Regions from separate parts of the Mus musculus genome. Here regions 2 and 3 are each linked to region 1. A link is a contact called in public promoter capture Hi-C data. All regions are on one chromosome and are shown on one strand. The core of a region is the stretch at or near the end of the contact, and the rest is flanking DNA. Distances in the headings are between cores, read along the strand shown.

The links. Promoter capture Hi-C pulls out the DNA fragments that hold promoters and counts their contacts.
Region 2: a promoter capture Hi-C map of liver shows a contact between it and region 1, with 2.0 times the contacts expected there. The contact joins the enhancer-like site here to the promoter of Kctd15 in region 1. A contact is called at or near these places in 2 of 39 promoter capture datasets (liver and pre-B cells), 6 of 115 datasets of contacts at active chromatin or transcription factors (craniofacial prominence, embryonic forebrain, embryonic hindbrain and 3 more) and 1 of 9 other capture datasets (adipose tissue).
Region 3: a promoter capture Hi-C map of liver shows a contact between it and region 1, with 1.6 times the contacts expected there. The contact joins the enhancer-like site here to the promoter of Kctd15 in region 1. A contact is called at or near these places in 11 of 39 promoter capture datasets (the 3T3-L1 cell line, 3T3-L1-derived adipocytes, HPC-7-derived erythroid cells and 6 more), 1 of 15 datasets of contacts at CTCF or cohesin (the NIH/3T3 cell line), 4 of 484 Hi-C or Micro-C datasets (Th1 cells, cardiomyocytes, cortical neurons and 1 more) and 2 of 115 datasets of contacts at active chromatin or transcription factors (the 230-238 cell line and stem cell-derived neural progenitor cells).

Annotation. Positions count from the first base shown.
Region 1 is chr7:34,651,593-34,656,481 of GRCm38.p6, reverse strand. It overlaps Kctd15 (potassium channel tetramerisation domain containing 15), which reads left to right and starts at 2,084. Exons shown (of 7, transcript NM_001360820.1): 1 at 2,084-2,235; 2 at 3,800-3,898.
Region 2 is chr7:35,144,166-35,149,054 of GRCm38.p6, reverse strand. No RefSeq gene overlaps it. Among named protein-coding and RNA genes, the nearest start is that of Gm35665, 5.1 kb to the right of the region's middle. Within about 2 kb of position 2,469, at least 31 of the 459 cell types and tissues checked have an H3K27ac peak or open chromatin away from gene starts, as enhancers often do. A contact at or near this core is called in liver, where this site is marked.
Region 3 is chr7:34,273,381-34,278,269 of GRCm38.p6, reverse strand. The region is part of intron 2 of Garre1 (granule associated Rac and RHOG effector 1); the gene reads left to right. Among named protein-coding and RNA genes, the nearest start is that of Garre1, 38 kb to the left of the region's middle. Within about 2 kb of position 2,304, at least 2 of the 459 cell types and tissues checked have an H3K27ac peak or open chromatin away from gene starts, as enhancers often do. A contact at or near this core is called in liver, where this site is marked.

The sequences.
Region 1 (4,889 bases), core at 835-3,334:
TTCACATAGCAGCTTGCTCTACTGAGGTCACCATTCTTGCAAAGTGCTTTTCACCTCATTCTAAGGGTCAGCTTTTTCAACACTGGGGGGGTTTACTGTTTCTAAGTTCTACTACCTTGAGCTGTCCAAAGCCTGGGGAAGCCAGCAAAGAACTGAGCAGACCATCCAGCCGAACAGGACCTCCCTCACCTGCATGCTCACCAGAAGAGTAGCACTGTTTAAGCAAAGCTGGGAGCTAGTCCAGGGTGGTTTCAGAGCCTGGGAAGCAAACGTGGGCGACCATGGGCCCCCACAGCACAGATCCCTGACCTACTTCGCGGGCCCCTTTCTGTTCTAGGAGCAGCTTAAAATCCATAAATTAAGGAAATTAACTGATGGGGCCTGCGGCATCTTTGTAAGCTATTTAAATCTATAAATTTACAACATCTTCTGCATATATCAAGTAATTGAACTAACTGCGGGGATGTAACTTTAATGAGAAAATTTCCCCCTTCTCCAGTAGTTTGAGATAATAAATAAATAAATAAATAACTCCCTCAGGAGGAAAGTTTCTTATTCCCGCGTGAAGTTACAGACGCGCGGACGGATGCTCTCTCCGCACTAGAGGTCCCCTGAATAAGGGGAGACTGGGTCCTCTCCCCAAGCCCCCACCCCCATTATCTTTCTCCAGTGTTCCCGTCTGGCCTCGAGAGCACCCCCAGGAGTTTGGCCAGTAGAGGGCGCCCAGGCCCGGCCGGAGTCTGTAAAGGGGGGCCCGCGCCGCTGCTCCCGGCCGAAGCGCACCCGCCTTCCTAGCCGAAAGCCTGCCTTTGGCCCGGGAGTCCCGGGAACCAGGCGGGGGCGCAGTCTGGGCAAAGCGCACCGGCCGCGATCCGTTTCCTAGGAGCCGAGAAATGGTCGAGGAGGAGGGACGGGCGGGGCGCAAGGGAAGGAGGAGGAGGAGGAAGGGGCAGCGGGGGAGCAGCTAGGGGCATTCTGGGTGCAGGCCTCCGCGCCGCAGGGACCTTTGGCCGCCGCCGTCTCCATCGCGCCGCGCTCGTCCAGGAAATGGCGCGAGTGGCCGCAGGCGACGGGCCGGGTGCCCCGCGCTCCCCTCCCCCGCGGTGGCCACCGCGTGTCCGCAGACGTCACGGCCGGCGCTGCTCCCCGGGAGAGGGGCAGCCGGGGCCGAGACCCGGGGAGAGAGGGAGGGAGAGAGGGAGGTAAGCCGCCTGGCAGCCCAGTTTCTCTCCCCTCCCCACACCAAGTCCCGCCCTCAGCCCCGGGGCGCCGCGGCGGCGGCTGCTTCTCTCCTCTTTGTAACCGAGGAGTCGAGAAATGTGAGAAACGTGCCCTGTGTTACTTATTTGGGAGTCGAAAATTTATGCCCAGCTGAAAGCGCCCGGGGAAATATTACATCAGATGAAATGACAATGATTAAAATCAGCCTCTCCCCCGCCCCCTCCTCGAGCCCGGAGGAGGCCCGGGCGCCGCGTGGCCGGACGGCGGGGGGCTGGGGCGCAGAGGGCGCGGGGCTCGGGCGCAGCGCTCCCGGAAGGGTACTGGTCCAGCCCCCTGGCACCCAGGCACGGGGCTCCGGGACCCACGGGTGGGGATCGCGAGGTGGGAAGGAAGTGGTGGCGGTGGGGAACGGTGCATTTTTTTTTTGTCGCGGAGCGCGGCAGGCGCGGGCGCGCGGAGCTAATTGCGACTCTAATCCTCTGCCCCGAGGCGCAGCCGAGCCCCGAGCCAGGAGTCGCCCGCGCGCGCCCGCTCGCGCTCGCCGCGCCGGGGTAATTTGGAACCGGATCGCTGCCCTTTGCAATCCGGGCTGGGCCGCGGCGAGGCGCACAGGCTACCGGCTGGTTTTGGGGGGCTATTTTCTCCCCTCCAGCCATCGGGGGAGGCCGCTGGAGAGAGAGGGAGGAGAAGAGGTGGGAGCGGCGGGAGGGCAGCCGGAGAGCTGCGCGAAAAGGAGGCGGCGGCGGCCGCGGCGAAGAGGGAGGAGGCGAGGGGAGGGCGGGGAGGGGAGGCCCCGGCGCGGCGCGCCGCGAGGGGCCGCGCGGAGCGGGGGCCGGGGCGGGAGGGGTGGGTGGGGGGAGGGTTGGGGGCGAGAGAGAAAGTAACTCCAGGACGAGACCGGAGCGACCCGCGCGCATCGAGCGCTAGGCGACGGGGCTGCGCCGGGCGCCCGACACCGGCGGCTGCGGGGGGCGGGGGCTGCGCCGGTGCCCGATCCACTGCTCCGGCTCCGAGGTAAGCCCAGCACGGGCGGCCACCGCTCAGTGCCGCACACCCCTGGTTCCCAAAGTGGCTGCAATTCCGAGAAAGTCACTCGGCCCCGGGCCGGGACCTAGGCTGGGGGCGGGGGGGCGGCTGCTTTGTCCCTCTGCTGAGCGCAGGGGCTGGCGGCGTGGGGGCGCCCAGCACAAAGGCCTGGCGCGCACGGGGCGGGGGGGTGCCCACGTGGGCTGGTCCTAGCCGCGGGTGGACCCTCCCCACTCGGCCGGGCTCTGATCATCCTGCTGTGCGGAATATGCGTCCAGGTCCTCCGCACTCTGGTTCCAGTATGGGCTCGAGTGCCCTGCAGAGCTGATGACTTTCCTGAGTCTGAAACCGGCTCCATGCAGCTGGGCTTTCGGGGCTCACAGGACCGGGTTGGCGCCCAATTTATAGAAAAGAAAAAAGTCTCTAACGGGACAGATGTGCGTTCTCTGACGCCCACCCTACGAGTCTCATGCTAGACGCACTGGTGGTGGTTCCAAGCTCAGGAAGGATGTGGGGCGGGGAACGCGCCGCCCCAAGACCGGACCGCGGTCTCTAGATTTCCACTGCCCACACGCACCCCCTCATCTGGATGCGAACACCCTCATTCTCCCACTCTCGCGTCACAGTAGCACCTCTCTACCCTCCCTCGAGAAGCCCCCGACTGTAGAAAGATAAACCTTCAAGTTTTCACTCCGTGTCTCAAATGTGCATGAAGGAATTTAACTGCGCGAGTGAATAACAGCATTAGTTTCAATTAATTTTTTTTAAATCCCGGCAACAATAAACTTTGAGAACAAAAGCGCTTTTACGTCCTTAATTAGGCGAGCTTCCCATCTGTGGTCTTGAAGTGTCTGCCTCTTGATTTAACTTTGTCTCCGCCCCCCACCGCACTCCCACCCCTTCTTCGCTGGGCCCTTCGGGTACCTTGGCCACCCCGCCCGCGGGGCCGGAGGTTCGGCCCAGCGGATCCTGTAGCCCCGAAGTTCACACCGGCCGGCTGGCTTTGCGGCCCCGCTGGCGCGCACCAGGTGGCCCGCTGCGTCCCTCCCGTTCCACCCCTGGACAGTCCTGCAGGCCCCTGGCACTGCTGCCTCGGGCAAGCGCCCTGGGCGTAAGAGCTGAAGGGAACTGGAGAGGCGCCTTCTGTTTACCTTTTATGGTTAAGATAACAGCTTAGCAAAAGAAGCGACTTCACGAAGAAGCGATTTAGTGAAATCGTCTCAAGCTGCCGCAGCTCAGCCAGTTTAATCACCCCCAGAGAGCTGAACAACTGCGAGCACAATGGGACACAAAATCATTTTGTGTGTAAATGAGCGTGGCATTCTGCTCACTTCCCTCTGCTCGGGCGGGCGGGGCTCGGCTGCGGGTGGGCGCGGGACCGGGGTCTCCCACCACAGCTTGGAGAAGCGGGTCAATGCTGGGCCAGTTTGCAAACCCGCTGAGGTCCCTGCAACAGGCGGCTTGGCCAAGCCTCAGCCGCGTCTGGGTCCTGGTGTTTGGTGCAGGGAACTTGTGTCTCTTATCAATTGCACGTCTATGTTTGTGATCTCAGCAGTGTTCTGGGAAGAAGGGTCGTGGTCCACCACAGATGCGTTTGGCAGAGGGAGCAGTGGAGATTCGGGTCAAGGCTTAAGGCCTGGGGCTTCCAATGGTGAGTTTCTGGTTTGTGTTGTGAGAAACAGGCTGAGGGCAGGCTGGGGCAGCTTGGTAGATGGGCGCTTGATGCTACTTGTCACATCTGAGTTGGGTCCTGGTAGTGGAAAAATGTGGTGCTTTGGTAGAATTTGGGTGGGAATTCTATCTCTGTTGACCTTCAGTGGGTGTTCCTTTATGGCATCCTCTCCCCCACCCCCACCCCCCCTCCCAGGACTGGATAACCCATCCCTTGGGTCCGCTTTGGTTTTTCAAAAACTTCCTTGAGGTAAATGACCTGGGATGTCCAAAGCAGGGGACTGAACAGCCACCCAACTCTTCCAGGAGGATAGAACACCCTCCCTCACCCCCAAACAGTCTCAGGTCAGAGAACTTCCCAGGGCAGCGGAGAGGTGAAGCAAATCATAGGAGGGGAGACACTTACCTTCCATTGAATCGGTTCAGTCTATGTACCTCAGACCATGTTTTATCATTGCATGCTGAATGTTAAGACAGAGATCTAGAAGTTTAACAGAAAAAGCACCATGTGGGTACCCAGGATAGCATGTAGTTTTGACACATAAGGGTTAAATCTGTGTCAGAGAAGTCCAGGTTATGTTTGTAGACTTCCCTCCTCCCCTTTCCATGTCTCTCTGTGTGTGTATGTCTGTGTGTATGTGTGTGTCTGTGTGTATGTGTGTGTCAGTGTGTGTGTCTGTGTGTCAGTGTGTGCATGTGCGTGTGTGTCTGTGTGTGTGTGTGTGTGTGTGTGTGTTCCTCTATTGCCCTTGGAGACAACCCGGAGCCAGTGAAAGGGGTAGCTAGAAACCCGCCCTTCCCCACCCCTTCTTCAGGGGCCCCCTGAAAAGCCCCCAGGGTAGCTTCTGGGGACTGAGGCACAATTTTATTTCAGGTGTCTGTGGCACATAGGAAAGTCCCTGAGTAGCTCTGGGGAGGAGGGGAGAAAGCCCATTTGCTGATTGCTGTCTGGCCAGCTCTCAATGCCTCAA
Region 2 (4,889 bases), core at 1,220-3,719, 490 kb before region 1:
GCTGGGAACCAAGTGCAGGCCCTCTGCAGGAGGATCACTGCCCTTCACTCCGGAGACATCTCTCTAGCCCCACTATGCCTATTTCAAAACTAAGCTTGTGTATCATTACTTTGGGGGAACTAGTGAAAGTCCCAGGTCAGGTTCCCTGACCCTAGTCAGTGTCCTTCTAATTAAATGTTCCCCATGTCCTTGGATGTGTAACTCTTAAAATCAAGCCTTGGGTATGAGGCCAACTTCTGCCTGGCATGGACTAAGTGCTTCTTATGTACTGGTGTGAAGGAAGGGTAGAACACTGCCTGCCACTCAGCAACACCCCACCTATACACTCCTTGTCATACTCTCAAAGGACATGCTGTTTGTCTCCACCAAGGACACTAAGCTGGGCCTGGCTGCTCAGGATCAGGCCAAAGATCACCAACAACTAGTCCAACCCCTGGCTGGACTACAGAGCCTGGGCAACTTAGGGAGTGCCTGTCTCAAAATAAGAAATACAAAGAGGACTGGGGATGTCGTTAAGAAATGCCAGGCTCCCTGGCACCCATCAACCAGCAGTATCGTGCAATGTAGACAGTGAGGTGTGAGCTTCTACCGTTTTCATGTATCGGTAAAAATATCCTTCTGATTTTTTTTCTTTAAAAACGATTCTATTTTATTTCGTGCGTGTGATTGTTCTACTCCATGCGTGTCTGCATCGCATGCATGTATGGCACGGCCAGAAGCATGAGGAGGGCACCAGATGCCCTGGACCTGGACTTACTGATGCTTGTGAGCTGCCATGTGGACGCTGGAGAGCAAACCTGGATCATCCTAACCAGGGATCTTAACCACTAAGCCATCTAGTCAGCCCCTTGATTATTGTTTTCCAAGTAAAGTGGCAGAGTTTGACTGAAGCTTTGACTAGATGATCCCTGGTCCAGGATGAGAACCAAGTAAAATTTCCCCCAGCTTTGTTGGAGACCAGGCTTGCCCATTATCCTGTAAGGACCCAGAGGATGCTGCACAGAGAGGGACCCAGACACAGCACACATGCCACAAGTGAAAGACATTGACATGCTAATGAACCAGCCAACTCACTATTGAATGACCAACCAGCGATGAGGCCCTTAGCTCCTGGGTTTGAAGTTAACAGTCTGCATCTTTGAGCTTCCTTAGGCCTGACTGATCTCTTTTCTTCCTATCTACTTCACAGATCTGTAGGCAGGGGCCTCCCCACCTCCTTCTGACACCTGCCTAAGGCTGTAGGGACCATGAGAGAAGCCCAGGAAGTAAATGGAAGCTGTACCCCACCTCCTTAACCTCCCCCACCCCAGTTCCCGATGGGCTCCTCAGTACAGCCCTGCCTTCAGCCTGGGCAAGCTGACAGGAGGTAGATGCAGCTTCCGGCTGGGTATGGTAGGGAGGGGCTTTGGAGCAAAGAGAAGGAGGGCTCTGACTATGCACCCTGGTAGGGAAGGACTGGCCAGGTAAACAGAGGAGACATTTTAGATGGGGAAACTTATATCCAAGACATAGGTGTGGAGGCAGGAGCTGGCAGAAGGCAAGGTCTCTATGAGTTCAGGAGAGCGACTACAAGAAAGTTTTCACTAGGTAGGACAAGGAGCAGCCAGAGAGACACATAACCCTGGTAGGAGAGAAGGATAGGGGTCCTATCCTCATTTTAGCCAGGACCCACTCATCAGAGCCTGCCCGGATGTCAAGAGTTGGGTCTCCATCAACCTCCATGGAGGTCTGCACACCCTGGCATGGCCGCCTCTTCTATTTTATACTTAGGCTAAGCTTTGTCCCCTCTTGGTCAACCGGTCTTTCACACATTCATTTATTCATTCATTCATTTATTCAACAAATGTCATAGAGAGCTGAGGATATGGCTATGTGCTACATACGGTGCTAACCTCTCATGGTCAAGGCCCTGGGTTTGAGTGAGGTCTCCAGCACTGAAATACAAGACAACAGAAAAGTAAAAACAAAAGCCTTGACAGGATGTCAACACTCTGTCAGAGATTCCCTTTTCAGATCAAGCCTTGGGACAGACGTGACCCTTGACCTCATGGGACTGACAACCCTGTGTGGAAGAGAGGTGAACAGCCAGCCATGTGCATGAGGCTGACAACCCAGCCATTTCAGAAATCAAGAGGGATGGGTAACTCAATGTGACCTGGTGGTGCCCATGAGACATTTGGGGAGGGCTTTTTCCATGTGGTGACATATAAACCAAAGCCTGAAGACAAGCTGAGCCTGCTGTTGAAAGTCTGTTATTTCCAGCCACCTGAGGCCTGAGACAAATTTTAAGTCCTATTAGCCTGGACAACTTAGCAAGCTGGAAGAAGTCTGGAGATACCAGTGGCAGAATTCTTGCCCAGAATCCTTCAGCAAGGGCCTGGGTAGCCAGGCCTACAGGATGTGAAGAGCTTAGCACCCAGCTAAGGCTCTGGAGAGCCTCTGTGGGCTGGGCCTGGAATGTGATCTGATTGACCTTTGCAAAGGTCCCAAGACTACCTGTGAGTGGCAGCCTCCGGAGGACTGGCAGGGTGAGAGGCCTGTCCTTCCCAGTGGCTGGTATGTGGCCAAGAGTCTGGATCCTGCCAGGTTTTCCCCTCAGACAGAGGAGCAGGCGTGTTAGGTTGGGCAGGACGTGGGTGGTGGGCAGGCCCTGAGACTGCGACTCTTGGCCTGCTTCTGGCGTGGGCTTGGCGTGAGGCCGCGGGGGAGCTGTGTGTGGGCACGTCCTGGGGCTGCCTGCCTGCCACCCCCAGACACAGGAGCTCCGGGCAGACTGGCTCACCTGGGTCCTGCTCTCACAGGGTGGACATATGCCAGAAGACAAGGAAGGCAGCAGGGGAGAACAGACCTCCTGGGGCCCTGAAGCTAGCCCAAGGGACAGAGCCCGCTTCTGCTAGGACTTTGCTCGTTTATCATACCACTCTGTAATCAGAGGCCTACTGTGTGCCAAGCAAAATTCCCATACACCATCACACTGGCCAGAAGACTAACAGGGTACAAGCAACTGTGTCTGGTCCTAGAACAAACCTTGAAATAAGGGCCCCTCCCACAGCAAAGCCAGCATCCCCTGCAGCCCCCTCTCCGAGGCATGTCAGATGCTGCACCTCTCTCTGTGGGCCCCACTTTTTTCGTGGCACCTGGGCATTCCAGATAGCTCTTGACCACAAAGGCAGAGAGCAAGATGACGAGCTTTAAGAGACAGACTCCCTTAGTGGGCAGAGAACTAGGTTCTTGAGTACCGGGTGGTTGGTATCTGCATAGAAGGCCAGTGAATGTTGTGACGGTCCCTGGGGCGAGCAAGCTGAGCTGTGTGAGAGCTTCTGTGCGGGTGAGCATGGCCCGTGCCAGGCGGGGTTTTATGATGGCTGCTGGAAGAAGCCATCATGTATGCATGAATGCTTTTCTGTATGCTTGTGCCTGTTTCTGTATGCATGTGCCTCTTTATGTTGTATGCATGTGCCTGTGCAGTATGAGTCCCTGGGTGTTGCTACACAAGCATACAGACATGCTCACACACCAGTGTGCTTGTGTGCGTGTGTATAAGGGACTCTGCATGTACCCAGCATGTCCGGCAAGGGTCTGTGCACACGCATATGGATGTCTGGATGTAAGGAGGTCTTACTGGCCTCGCAGCACCTTTGGGTCTGGTGTGGCTGGACTGGGTCCGTCCTATAGGCTGCGTGTCTGTCCCCCTCCTTCTTCCTGACAAGTGTTGACTCAGGGCTGGGCAGCCTCGCTTCAGGATTTCCTGGTCAGGCAGAAGTGGTGCATGAAAACGGAACAATTATGTCCTAAGTGGACCCTGAGGGTCTGGACTGGGCAGTGCTCTTTGGGGCCCAAGCCAACAAGCCTTGTACACATTCTGAACCTGGACTGGGTCATCACAGGCAGCCAGAAGAGGCCCTTGTCCCCAAACAAGGACCACGGGACACGTCCTTTTCTTACGGTTCTCTGGCTGCACAGGGTTGCAAACATAGTACCTGCCCTTAATACCGTGAAGGCAGGGGTAGCTTCATAGAAGCAAAGAGGAGTTATGCACACCCCCAGACCCCTTACCCACTAGGCAGCTATACCCGTCACTGGTCCCATTCCCGGAAGCTTTAGTTAACAAACACAAAACTCTGAGGAGGGTGATCTTACATGCATCCAGAGGGGAATTAAAGGTTCTCAAAGAACTCTACCATACTGGGGAGTGTGGATCATTTGGAAGTTCTGCCTCACCCCATGAGGGAATTTATGGGAAATGCAGAGTTCCAGGTTGTGGCCCACCTGCTTAGTCAGCATTAGAGTCATAACCAGACTCCCTCCAGGTACCACTGCTGTCCAGTGAGGGATGCTGGGTGGACATGGGCTCCCAGAAAGCAACCACCCACTGTGCTAAGGCTGAGCATCCCTGTACCATCCTGCTCCTTCTGGTGTGGCCCCAGGTCAGATTAGAAGGAGGCTATGTTCACTCGAGCTGGGAGCCTGGGACAGGGACAGAATCCAACTCTTTGTCACTTCCTCTTGGCTGTTTCTTTCCGGGCCAGGCACAAGAGCAAGGTTTTGTCCTGACCCAGCTGCTGATGCCTGTTGCTCCTCTGCCAGCCCCTGCTCCCTGGAGAGAGCAGGTCCTTCTCCCTGATAGGCTCTGCACAAGCAAGAACCTCATGGCCAGCCCAGACCCTGGTGAGGTAGGCCTAGGGTACTGATACTCCACAGGCTTCCCTCTGACCCCTGGTCTTGGTATAACCCTCTCCTGACCAAGGTCTAAGGGGGTGAAGCTCCAGAGAATGATCGGTGGAGAACAAATGACATTTGCTTCTGTGTCCCAGAACCTTGCTACAGGCCTCTCAGAAGCTTAGGGTGTTTCAGAAAGTCAGTGTCTCCAAAGCACACCAGTACTGCCC
Region 3 (4,889 bases), core at 1,055-3,554, 380 kb after region 1:
TGGAAGAGCAGCTAGTGCCCTTAACCAATGAGCCATCTCTTTAGCCCCTATTGTATTGTATGTATGTATGTATGTATGTATGTATGTATGTATGTATGTGTATGCACATATGTAGGCCACCACACACACACATTGGAGCTCAGAAGACAACTTGCAGGAGTTGTTTTTCTTCTTCTGTACGAATCCTAGAAACTCAACCCTTATTGTCAGGCTTGGCAGCAATCACCTTTACTTTCTCAGCCAACCCACAGCCCTAAGGAGAGTTAGATAGAAAATGCTGCTTTAGTTTAGAGAGGCCAGAGAGGGGGCAGGGTGAGGAGAGTGTCTAAAGGGATTGTGAGAGAGGGTAGCAGGATGGGCTCACCACCCTCATGTAGTGAATGGATGTTGCTTACCCTCATCACCCAGCTGACAGCTGCAGGGTTCTGGTTTCACTTTGGGTCCTCAATGTCTTGAGCGCCAGGTCCCTGGGCAGGTGCCATGTATGAAGACAGTCCAGAAACCCAGCATAGCTGCGGGCTCTCAGAATTCATAGGCTTTGAGGGGGCTGTGCATTTTTTTTTACTGGATTCTCAAGTCCCACAAGCAGACATGGAATCAAATTTTTACCTGCCTGAAGCTTGCCTTGTAGTTTTACACACTGACAGGGTCCTTGGACTCCTACAATTGCCCATGAGTGTATCTGAAGAAACTTCTGTACTGACTTACTCTTCAGGGCCTTAGTTTAGGTATGTAACCATTTATCAGATATGTGCCAAAAATACTGTACAGCAGTAGTAGTGGAAAATATTAGAAATTATTTTAAAATGTGATTTTCATTAACCTTATGGGATTGAGACTTTTACCCCTCTAAAGGTAAAACTCCATTGTATGTCTTTGTTTTGTCTAGGAGGTCTTTTATTTTTTAATTTTTGGAGGTAAGGTTTCTCTAAGCAACCTTGGTTGATGTAGAACTAGGTAGACAAGACTGGCCTCAAATTCACAGGTCTGCTTGCCTCTGCCCGCTGAGTGCTGAGATTAAAAGTGTGTGCCACCATGCCTAGTATTAACTAGTAGATCTTTTGTAGCAAATTATACTGAACTATTTCCTAACTATATATGCCATATGAAAATCCAGATGGTTACTGTTAATGAGAAAAGGAAGTTCTGGCAGTGACGGTACATACCTTTAATCCCAGCACTTGAGAGACAGAAGCAAGTATTTCTGAATTTGAGGCCAGCCTGGTCTATAAAGCAAGTCCCAGAACAGCAAGGCTATACAGAGAAACCCTGTCTCAAACAAAACAAAACAAAACAAAAACCTTTTTTTTTGTTTTTTGAGACAGGGTTTCTCTGTGTAGCCCTGGCTGTCCTGGAACTCACTTTGTAGACCAGGCTGGCCTCGAACTCAGAAATCCGCCTGCCTCTGCCTCCCGAGTGCTGTTATTAAAGGCCTGTGCCACCACGCCCGGCAAAACAAAACATTCTTATATGACTTATATGGGGTGGGATGTGATGGCACACAGTGTACTCATAAATAAAATAAATCTTAAAAAAAAATAAATAAATAAGTGTAGCTTGTTTTTGAGATTTTTAATCATCTTACATTCCTCTTTTCTCCTAAACCCTCTCGTGTACACTGTACACACATCCTCTTGGTTCTCTTTAAAATTTGTGGCCTGTTTTTCTTAAGTTGTTACGTGTATACATGCATATATTTTCCCCCTAAATATACATACAACTTGTTCAGTTTGTATGATGTTACTTGTATGTATGTTTTTAGGGCTGATCATGTGATCATTTGGTATTGGATAACATACTTGTCTGCTGTTGAGGCCTTGGGTGCCCTCAGCCGCCATCATATTAGCATATCTGTTGGTGGTGTCCTTGTTCATGTCTTGTTTAGGTAGCCATGTTGGTAAGACTTTGTGGTGTAACTTGTGACATTTGCTGTGACACAGCTTTAGCAATATTCCTGTCCTTTGGCTCTCTGCCTCACTGTCTGCAATGATCCCTGAGCTTCAGGTGCAGGAGCTGTGTTATCAGTTTGGACCGGCTCCACAGCTGCATTTCAATTGACTGTGTTTCTCTGTAATGGTCTCCTTCTGTGACAAAGAAAAGGTTTGTTGATGCGGAATGAGAACTACACTTAACCTGTGGGAATAAGGACCAATATTTAGAACATAGTTAGAGGTTATGCTGGGTTAGTTAAATGGTAGTTGAAAGTTCTCCTCCAAGATACATGACTTCTTTATCCCCAGGTAGTTGGCTAAGTTTCCAGTACCGGGCATGATTCCCTTTTGTTGACTGGGCCTTAAGTTTAATTAGAGAACTATTGGTTACTGTCAAGGTGTGCTTGCCACTGTGGCACCATTAGGGTTACTGTGCCATTCTGGTCATTTCAGTTCATAGGCGTCATAGCTAGGTAGGACATTGGTTTAATTTCTTGCCGTTGAAAGCTTAGGAAAATTGGAACATTTAATTTAAATTCTGTGTGTGTGTATTTTATATACACCACTTACATATATTATAGATACGTTTAGATAGTTAATAGTATGATTCCTTAGGACTTTTTCAGGTGTTCTATTATGCTGCTCCTTTTCTGTATTTATCTTCTCCCTCTTCCATCCCTAACTAAAGCCCCTCCCCCTTTCTCCCTTCAGATCCCTTGTACCCTGCTGTTGTCTCTCTATTGCTCCATTTCCCACTTCCACAATGGGCCCTTTTTATTTTCCTAGTTTCTGCAGTTAATCCAAATCAACTCTGGAGATAACTAATTAAAAAGTTGAAAAGTGGCCAGTCCTGGTGGCTCACACCCTTAATTTCAACACTAAGGAAGCAGAGGCAGGAGGATCTCAGTCAGTTCTAGTTCAGCCTGACCTGCATAGCAAGTCCCAGCCCAAACCAAGGCCTGTCTCAAAACAAAACAGGGGCTGGAGAGATGGCTCATCAATTAAGAGTACTGGCTGCTCTTCTAGAGGACCAAGGTTCAATTCCCAGCACCCAGATGGCATCTCACAACTGTTGGTAACTGTAGTTCTATACAGTCAGCACCCTCACACAGACAGCAGGCAGAACACTAATGCACATAAAAATAAATCTTCAAAAACCAACAAAACACCAGTAACGATAATAAATAAAAAGAGAAAAGTAAGGAATTAAGCAGATTTTTGCTTTTCTGGTATGTTCTATAGCCTGGTTGGGTAATGAAACTTCTTTAAAAAGCATCTTAGCACTCTTTAGTCTGGAAATGACAATACAGGTTAGAAAAGACATTTTGTTGACCATGAGGAATTCAGTTACTCAAACAGTGGTGGTAATAAAGAATGAAGCCATTTAGTGAAAGGTCGCTGAGGAATTACATAAAGGAGGAATTAGGTCTTCTGTACTCAAATCCCAGTGATCAGTCTCAGTGGTCACTGTCACCAGAATCAAGGCAGATGATGTCTCCCATTATGAAAGCTACACAGTATGAAAATTATGTCTCCACTTAATTTCCTTTCCTTTCTTTTTCCTTCCTTCCCCTCTCTCTGCCATCCTTTTTTCCCTCCTTCCCTCCCTTCTTCCCTTCCTCCATCCCTCCCTTCCTTCCATCCTTTTTTCCTTCCTTTCAGTGTTGGAATGAAACCCAAGAGCAGGTGTGTTTTACTGCTGAGTTACACTTGTAATCTCCACAGCATACAGTCTTGTACTTGTACATACAGTATCTTACTCTTGTTAAAAAAAAAAAAAAACATACAGGGCTGGAGAGATGGCTCAGTGGTTAAGAGTGCTGACTGTTCTTCCAGAGGTCCTGAGTTTAATTCCCAGCAATCACATGGTGGCTCACAACCATCTGTAATGGGATCTGATGTCCTCTTCTGGTGTGCCTGGAAACAGCTAAAGGGTACTCATACATGAAATAAATAGATAAAAAAATGAAAAACAAAAAACAAAGACCAGGAAAAAAAACCCTGAAATAATTTGATCAAGCTTCTGAAATGAACTTTGAGTCTATAGAAATATGGGGTATAATGTACTGAGTTACACAGTACCACAAGAAACTAATCTGACAGGAGGTGGAATATTCGGTAGTTAGTTGACCTGATTTGTTCAAGACAGTTGCATGAAAATAGGTAAAGGTACTATTCTAGATTAAAAAAGAATTAAGAGAGATAAGAACTAAGCAAAATGGGGGGCTGGTGAGATGGCTCAGTGGGGAAGAGTACCCGACTGCTCTTCCGAAGGTTCAGAGTTCAAATCCTAGCAACCACATGGTGGCTCACAACCATCCATCATAACAAGATCTGATTACTTCTTCTGGATTGTCTGAGGACAGCTAGAGTGTACTTACATATAATAAATAAATGAATCTTAAAAAAAAAAAAAAGAACTAAGCAAAATGACCTTTTGGGAAGCAGAATTCAGACAGTGATTAATTTGAGTTGGTCAGTTGGTGGTGGCGAATGCCTTTAATCCCAGCACTCAGGAGGCAGAGGCTGGCAGATCTCTCTGATAGTGAAGTTAGCCTGGTCTACAGAGAGTTCCTCCATAGTTAGGGACACAAAGAGAGACCCTGTCTCAAAAACAAACAAACAAGTTAATTTGAATTAAGTTTGAATGTGTGTTAGCTCTTGGTTGATTGGATTTTAATTCAAGACAAAAAAAAAGGATAGAGGCAGGGATAGTTGAAAAGTATGTGTCACCATGCAAGATGGAAGCCTTTTGATGGGTGCGTAGTGATATTCTCTGTTTTGCTTTTGTGTATGCTTGGACATTTTCCAAGTGTGAAAACTAGAGAACATTACAAATGCATGATTGGAGTACCGAGGACCTAGTGAATGATTGTATTTCTTGGAGGGGCTAGTGCTTGCGAATTCGTCTTCTAACAGTCCAGGCTGTTATTAGGTAGTTTAGGGAATCCAGGGAAG